Linked DNA regions of Mus musculus: region 2 is linked to region 1. The links are chromatin contacts, called in public HiChIP or PLAC-seq maps. All regions are on one chromosome and are shown on one strand. Each heading gives the region's core, a stretch centred on a gene start, on an enhancer-like site or on the middle of the called end of the contact. The rest is flanking DNA. Distances are from core to core; before and after follow the strand shown. Region 1 overlaps AU022793 (expressed sequence AU022793). Region 2 overlaps Gm33251 (predicted gene, 33251).

Region 1 (4,302 bases), core at 242-2,741:
TATGGATTTGTTGAGAGGACTGATGGTGGGACTTGAGGTCTCTAGCCCAGCCCCATTTCTTACTCTGTCACTGCTTCCTGGCTTACCCAGATGTGAGTAACTACTTCATGCTCCTTCTGCTGTAGCCACAAGCTGCCTCTACTGCTATGTTGTCTCCTCCATGATAGGCTGTATAATGAGGCTGTATATACCTTCAAACCAAAATCTAAAACAAATCTCTTGCTTCTTGCAGGAATTTCCACACAGAGATGAAAAAAGCAATCAGTATAGAATATTGAAAACACTCGCCGAGCATGGTGGTGCACGCCGCCTTTAATCCCAGCACTTGGGAGGCAGAGGCAGGCGGATCTCTGAGTTCGAGGCCAGCCTGGTCTACAGAGTTCCAGGACAGCCAGAGCTACACAGAGAAACCCTATCTCGAAAAAAAAAATATTGAAAACAACATGTAAGGTCATTGATATAATAAACCTGTTGGCATGGTTCTTAAGTTTTTGAAAATGTCTATGGTATGAATGTCAAGAGTTTGGAGCTATGGGCTAACAAAACCCTGGAATTAGGTAAATCGTCCTTTAATGCGGTATTCTGGTGGGAAGGTGGAAGACTGGACTGGCAAAAGTGATAATGGGAATGAAGACTAGGCTCATGAAGCTTCAAAAAAGAACAGGAAATCTGCTCAAAAGCAGGAAGGGTCATTCACATCACATTCTGGCAAATCATCTCTCCTCCGTTGTCCATATCCTGAACACTTGAACGCAGCTGAATTGAAAGGTAATGGACTAATTTGTGTGATGACGGAGATTTCAAGAGAGTGTAATATTCAGACTGTGGTGTAGCTTTCGTGCACCGTGTTTACCTGACTTACAGTGGCAGAGAGCAGAGAGGTGAGAACTGTGCAGGTTGGTGAGGAGAGGAGCTTGAAGCAGTAAATGTGAAGACAGCCCAGTGGGATGAGAAGTGTTGCAGTGGGTGTTAGGGGTATCTGTAGAGGAGAGGATATTCAAACTCTGCTCTTAAACATAAGTAGCTCATCTTTTAATACAGGAAGAAAATAAAAACCTACAGAACTACTTCAGCAAAGTGGATTGTGTTGGGAGAACACAGCATGCCCTGGAAAAAGGAAGTGCTTTGGTAAAAGTCGAATTTCAATTATAAACAAACATGGGAAAAGTTAAGTCAGAGCTGGAGTGCAGAATCCCCGTGGTCTCTGTACTGTCCACAAGGGTCATATTGAGTTCTACGGTGACTGTGTGAGACAGCCCGGTCCATTCTGTGTCTCACTTGCACCATGTCATTACACTATTCTTGTCAAGACCCCAAACAATCTCCATGTTGAAGGTAAGTGCTTTTAAAAGCTAATGCTAGGATGGATATAAAAAGTTGATGGGAAAAGTCCAAGACTGTGACAACAGTGTCACAAGAACTGACGGGAACGGAGAGAAGCCACTGGCAACCGTACATTGCTTAATAGAATGATTTGCAGACAGAAAAGGGAGAGGTCTACGGGCCTCAGTGAGGATCATTTTACAGTTCCTAATTTGGCTCATCACAGGATGATTTCCAGGGTCATTTTGAGTTGATTCTGGGTCACCTGGGAAGCCAGTTCAAAGCAGAAACATGCCTGGTGTTTAAAAGTAAGAAACATGTTTGAGCTACAGACCTAACGATTTTCTGAACTTGCCCCTCATTCGTCTTCCATTCTTCTTCTAACCTGTGTGCTCAGAGATGCAATCACATGATAGCCATACTGTGTGCAGACGTCATAGTCATAAGACTAGAACTCAGCTGAAGAACTGCTGTCATCTGCTGATCTTACAGCATCGTAGTGAGCATGACCAGTCACATGAATTATGTACCCTATGTAACAGTTGAGAATCACTATTACTGACTACTTCACTGCTTTATGCATTAGTTATACTCAACTGTTTAATCACTAATTTAGAATATACTCCTAACCCACTTACAAAAAAATTGACTATTTTTTTTACATTTACCACAAAGGTTTGTATAAGTTGTGTTCACACAATGAAACTACCTAATGATTCATTTCTCAGAATGCAACCCGTTCTTAAGAATTGTATGTCCCTATCTAACTTTTTTTCATCTGTCTATTATTATCGCCTAATTTACTTGAGTCATTTATAGAGTTTGCTCCTGAGCCAGGGCACAGTGGTTAATGGCCTCATCAGGACTACTCACTGTGGTCAGGTCAGAGTAGAGATGGTGAATACTACCATGTCATAGTCTCTTGTGATTATGATCAATAGTAAAAACACATGTTTTCATACTCTTGGTATATGGCTGCCCATGATCTTTGAAAAGACAAATGAACTTTAAATGGGGGAGTATAGAGTATCAATCAGCCAACTAGTATGGCTTCTACTGCCACTGTCCCTTGGAAACCATTTTGTCAGGGTCTCCAACTGCTTATGTTGCACTGTCAGAGATCACCTTCCACCCTCATCTTAGGCAAACACTTCCAGATTCCCATAGAGAGTGCTTCTCTTGCTTGTCACACTCTTCTTGCCTAGCCTGGCTTGCCTTCTCTCTCACTGGCTACTCCCTGTTAATCTCCACGATCATTTCCTTCTCCAGTGCTTGACCTCCATTCAATGACTGACTTCAGACCTAGATTTTAGAGCATGTATTTTCTCCAAGCCACCCACGTGATTTCAGGTTCCCAATTCTTTATGACATTCAGATTTACATCTGAAGGACCCAAGAACCTGCCATACATATCCCTCTATTACCTGACATCTCCGTTTGTCAGCATCTTAGGCACCTCAGATCTAATCTGCCCAATGCAAATCTTTTGCCCCTTCCCTGTCCCCAGCTCCCTACATCAACCTTTCCATGGAGCACTGACACGTAAGAAAAATTCAACCATATGATCTAGAAATATCCAAGTCAAACTCAGTCTTTTCCTCACCCACTGTCTTAGTTACGTTTTTATGACTATGAAAAGATGCTATGTACAAAGAAACTTCTGGAAGAAATAATTTATTGGGGGCTCACAGTTTCAGAGAATGAATCCATGAGCGTCTTTTTTATTTTTAACTTTTTATTGATTCTTTAAGAATTTCAAATCATACAACCCAATCCCACTCATCTCTCAGTTCCTCAATGTCTGCCCTTGCAACCTCTTCATATAAGAAAACAAAAAAAAATTTTTTTTAATTAAAACTCTCACTGTGGAAGCTGTGGTGTGTCACAGTGTGTCACACTGTGTACCCGTTTGCCCACACAGCTTTGCTTGCAAATGTCCATCGCAGTGAGTCACTAGTCTGCTTTGAAGCCTCTGGCTTCTGCTACACTGTAAATACTGGATCCTCAACAGGACTCCTCTTGGATATCCTGTTGTTCCCTGTGTTGTGGAGATCCTGCAGCTTTGGTTCATATACTCCAGTAGCTCACAAATGAGGTAGATGCTGGGATGGGCCAAGTCAGTGCCCTGGAGCTGGGCCTGCATGTTAGCTGTGTTGGTCAACTACCAGCTCTCCCATGCCCAAGCCACCAGGGCCAGCTCTCCTGCAATGTCCAGGCAAGGTGTGAGGCCAGCTCTCCTGAGTACCACAGCTGGAGGAGGACAGCTCTCCATGCTCACACCTTCAAGGCCAGCTCTTCCACCCTTGGACTACAGCAGCAGGTGAGGGGCAGAGCAGGCTCAGCTAAGCCTTCAGACATCAACAGGGTTCCAGGCGACATCCCGGACAATGGACATCCTAATGGTCATTGGTGGCAACTTGGGCCACAGACATTTTGACACAGACTCCTGCTGCAGTAGGGTCACAGACAAACACATGGCCTTCAGTGGCAGCACAGGTCACTCACATTGTGCGATATCTCACCGTCCTTTATCTTGCATCTCCAGCTCTGTCTCTCTTCACAGTGCACAAAGTGCTCTTCTTCTCTTTCTCTCCCATCTCTCCCTTCACATAATCACTCAAAGTGGCACCTGGCCACCTGTGTGGGCCTCTGGTTGACTTCTGCCCACCTGCCCCATGATCATCTTGATGGAAGCATGGCAGCAGGTAGGCATGGTGCTGGAGCAATGACTGAGAGCTTGCATTAAGTCTATAAGCAAGAGACAGAGAGAGGTGGGGAGGGAGAGAGAGAGTAGTAGGGGTGGGGGGAAAGAGAAGGAGGCTGAATTCTTTCAGCATCTGTTTTGTTGCTGTTTTGTTTTGTAACTCAGTCTGCAGACCAGGCTGGCCTTGAACTCAGATCTGCCTGCTTCTGCTTCCCAAATGCTGGCATTAAAGGCATGTACCACCATACCAGCAATTCTGTTTTTTTGATACATCT
Region 2 (4,333 bases), core at 248-2,747, 92 kb before region 1:
GTAAATATGAATCTTTACATTTATTTTACTTAGTTTTTAAAAAGCCAATATGAACCAATGCTAGCCTGTGTTTAAGTGTCAACACATCTAGCTTTTATGTCCCAAGCACATACGGCATTTATGTACATGAAAATGATAAAGGCCCACCCATCCAGCACTTTGCAATTGTCCTTAGCTTACTACTGATATACACTGCCTTGGTGAGTTCTCCAAAGCACAGTGACCTGATCCTGTCACCTTTTCTCTTTAAGGAGAGGGAAACATTTCACGCGCACAAGCACACAACCGTGCACACACTTGTGCACGATGCACTCAAAGGGTGCCTCCCTTTACCTTCAACATGAAACTGAGTGGCTTGTGATCTGTGTGCCTCTTAAGCTTTGCTGCTGGCATGGCATTCTGCTGAACCAAAACTCTAGGGAATAACACAAAGATTACAGCTCCCCAAGCAAGACCAAACTTTTGGGGCCTTTGTGTACCCTGCTCCTTCTGTTTGGAACACTTGTCCCTAGCACCATTTTCTCTTGCCAACATTTTATTGTCTTTAATTCATTTTGAATTTTGCATTTCAGCAAAGCCTTTTCCTGAATGCCCCTCCCAGGGAACAGACTTCTCTGTGATGTGTTTGTGAGTACTAACCTGTCTTCTGTCCTTGTCCTTCCTTTACCTCTGGACAAAGTCTCATTGCCAATAAGGGGTTTTGTGGGCTCTTAACCTTGAGACCCAACTCCTGCAAAACCAGGCAAAGAACTGACATCAAAAAATGCTCAATTGACTGTTAACGCTCCATCAAAACAGGAAAATTGAAGAAAGAGCTAGTGTCCCCTGTGTAGAAGAACACAGACTTGGAGGAAAGACCAAGTTTCTCCATGTTTCTGAGAAGCTAGACTGTATGTAGGTGGCTGCACGAGAAGGCCAGCCTTCAGTGGCTGCGGTAGTGCATCTCCAGATATGCGCATCTGTGGGAGCGGGTGCTCAGGCTCACTTGCATCCTTTTCTATAAGTTGCTACCATTCTGATAAATCATCTCAGCCCCTGATTTGCATTTTTAAAAAGCCTGCTAGGGAAAGGCAATGTTAATTCAAAGGAGTACATCAAAGCTGTAAGTGAAGAAGATATTTTAGGACAAATGGAAAACCCATGTACCTATCTAATCAAACCTTACAGAAATCAGCTACTTCATCAGCTTTTTGAAGTTCATCGATATAATTTGAAAATTCTCTCTCTCCCTCTCTCTCTCTCTCTCTCTCTCTCTCTCTCTCTCTCACACACACACACACACACACACACACACTTAACCATGCATGCATGCACAAGTTAGTCTTTTTTTGAAAAACAAAACACAATGCTATAATTTTTAAAGGAATTCTTCAAGAACAAAATTTAGTAGTGGGAAAAAAAAAAAAACTGAATGCCCAAAGACAGACAACCTAAAGTGGCCCTGGTCATGCAGCACTGAAGAAGGAAGTGACAACTGCTTCCCCTAATGACTGACACCAAATTAATGCTCTGTGTTCTAAAATGGCTCTGTGCTTCTAACTGCCCACACTCTGATGAAAGCCAACAACACAGGGTTTAGTACCAGTTGTTAAAAATAAACTGTGAGTGCTCGCAGAAGAGACATTATTAAATAGAAAACACATCATTGCACGGAAAAGCTCTGGATCCCCAGCAATGGGAACCCCCTACAGAGAACACAATTGCCCCCAGACATTCAGCTGACCCCCAAGATACAAACCCTGCCAGAGATTACAGCTTCCCAACCTGGGGAGGGGTAAATCAGGGACTAAAGCTTTGGTTCCCAGTGGGACGTCCTGTTAACCTGGGATAACTCAGAAGCAGCAGCACCAGCCTGCATGGGGCTTAGTAATCAAGCACCTAGCAATTTCTTGTATTTGACACGGGGTCTCAAAAAAAAATCTACACAATTTTCCAAGGGTATTTTTTCCTTTGCCTCTTGAGCTCATGGGTAGTTTAAGTGAAGATTAATCCAAGGGCTTTCTATGTTATACTTATGTCGTTTAAATATTGCATTGGAAGACTCGTTTAATACCCAAGAAGAATCCCACTGATCCTCTTTATTAAGCTCTTTAAAGGAACTCTTTAGACAGTGAACAGAGCTGAATATTAGAGTCTTCATTTAAGCTCAAGCTTTACTCTGCTACAGGGTACTTATATTCAAATTAGATGGTCCCCTAGGTCATTTTAGCATAGGCTCTGTGGTATATCCATACACACACATACACACAAACACACACACACACACACACACACACACACACACACACACACACACACACACATTCCTGAACCTTTCAAAGCACAGAGAAAATTAACATCTTTTACCAACCACTCTGTTCATACAAGATAGAAAGCAGAAGAGTGGGCTGGAGAGATGGCTCAGTAGTTAAAAAGCACTCATTGCTCTTTCAAACGTCCTGAGTTCGATTCCTAGAACCAACATGGTAGCTCACAAAACTCTGATGTCATCTGTCTACTTGTGTGTAGATGTACTTGCAGAAAACTACCCATATCTAGATAAATACATAAATAGATCCTTTAAAAATCAAATAAAAAGTTTTTAAAAGACAGAAATGCACATTTTATTCAGTAAGGAGTTTATCTTATTGGAACTGTGGAAGTTGAGAAGGAAATGCTATTGAGAACTCACAGACAAGGGTAGCAACTTGCCCTAGGGCTCACCTATCTATCATGAGGTTATCCTTGTTGTAACCAACTCTAACACAGAAAGGCTCTTCAGTACACTTACAGCTCCCCCGTGGTTCCTCCTCTCTCTTAAAGCTATGAGTTATCGAGCGGAGCTAGAAAATAAAAGCACAGAAAACTGACTGCTTGGCTTCCGAAGACTCAACTTCTTTCCCATCTGGAGCACTTTTCAGCTTTAGGTAATGGTTATTATAAGATTCATATACTAAAAATAAAACTGTAGCTGGTAATGTGTTAACTGATATTAGTCATAACTACCAATAGAATACGTGAAGCACTCAGTAGTAATGAAAGAAAAAGATCTGATATGTCTATGGGTATGGTAGGAAAGGAACACTGAGCATGAAATCTGCAGTGGAGAGAGTGATTTAGACAGTGCTCCCCAAGGGGCTGCTATAGAACCCTGAGAAAGACCAAGGACCAGACTGTTTTAGTTAGAATGTTTGCAGCTACCAATAAGATACGGTTTAACCAACTCAAGAATTCATAATCTTGCATAATAAATAAATATCTGACTTACAACAGGCTCTGTAGGAGTGTATGGAGATACTATTAGTACTAATGTTTTTGCTATCATTTTATACATAATGTATACATGATATTATTATACATACATTATGTTTATCTATACATGATGTATATCTATTACTGCTGTATAAGGATTCAAGGCAGGATGTTTTCAAGGTTTTTAAGATGGCACTTATATTCAGGTGATTTTCCTTTTTGTGTTTTAGCATGCATACCATGACATTGCTTCTTCCTCTTGTAAGCTCAAAAGGCTGCAGCAATTTCACAGGCCATTTTCAGAAAAAAAAATCACACCCCAAAATGAAAACAGCAATGCTTTAGAGAGGGCTGTCTCCAAAGCCCTTAGCAGCCATCCCTTAGCATTACACGAGTCAATACTGAGTCACTTGTCATGTCTGCACTAGCTGCAAGGAAGGCTTGGGAAAATGTAGCTGACATTTTTTGTATTACATGGATCTATTCAACAAAGACAAGATAGAGCAGCTCCTGAGAAGCCAACTCAAAGTGCCAGTCAGCCATGCAATGAGGCTGTTTCCCCCAGCAGACACTGCTCAAGGTATATAGGAGCTCCCAGAGCTTTCTGAGGTGATGAGGCACTCTTAGGATGCTACGGGATGATGTGATATCATCATAAAGAAAATTATAATTTAAGATTAGCCCTTTTACCTCTGGTCACATAATAAATATATATTAGGGTCTTGAAAAAGGGAATCTGTGCTCTCCAGCAAGAAATCAAAGTAATATGAGGATCAGGATTTCTTGAAGAAATGGTATCCTTTTTTAATTATGGAGGCCCTCAAATGCACCACAAATTTTAGTATAGCATCATGGACAGCCATGGAGCTGGGACAGGGCAGCTAGATGCCACAGAATATGGATAAGCAGAAAGTCATGCCCACTGAACAACAGATGTGGCCACCACCTGTCAGCCAAGGGAGTGGCCTATGAAGGGGATAGCTATCCCTGCAGTGCTCTCACTGCCCCACTGCTTGCAGAATTTTGCTTTCTGGAGGGCAAGAACAGAACTGTACATTGGCAAATAAGGAAAGTGGATCACTCCCTTGGAAGAAATGGTATT

What was found. HiChIP or PLAC-seq counts read pairs in DNA pulled down with a chosen protein or histone mark.
Region 2: a contact with region 1 is called in an H3K4me3 HiChIP or PLAC-seq map of bone marrow-derived macrophages, with 3 times the contacts expected there. The contact joins two enhancer-like sites. A contact is called at or near these places in 2 of 484 Hi-C or Micro-C datasets (cerebral cortex and macrophages) and 1 of 115 datasets of contacts at active chromatin or transcription factors (bone marrow-derived macrophages).

What each region holds. Positions count from the first base shown.
Region 1 is chr15:39,965,775-39,970,076 of GRCm38.p6, reverse strand. It overlaps AU022793 (expressed sequence AU022793), which reads right to left. Exons shown (of 3, transcript NR_045719.1): 3 at 2,562-4,071. Among named protein-coding and RNA genes, the nearest start is that of AU022793, 5.3 kb to the right of the region's middle. Within about 2 kb of position 1,491, at least 13 of the 459 cell types and tissues checked have an H3K27ac peak or open chromatin away from gene starts, as enhancers often do. A contact at or near this core is called in bone marrow-derived macrophages, where this site is marked.
Region 2 is chr15:40,057,650-40,061,982 of GRCm38.p6, reverse strand. All of the region lies in intron 2 of Gm33251 (predicted gene, 33251), which reads right to left. Among named protein-coding and RNA genes, the nearest start is that of Gm33251, 15 kb to the right of the region's middle. Within about 2 kb of position 1,497, at least 2 of the 459 cell types and tissues checked have an H3K27ac peak or open chromatin away from gene starts, as enhancers often do. A contact at or near this core is called in bone marrow-derived macrophages, where this site is marked.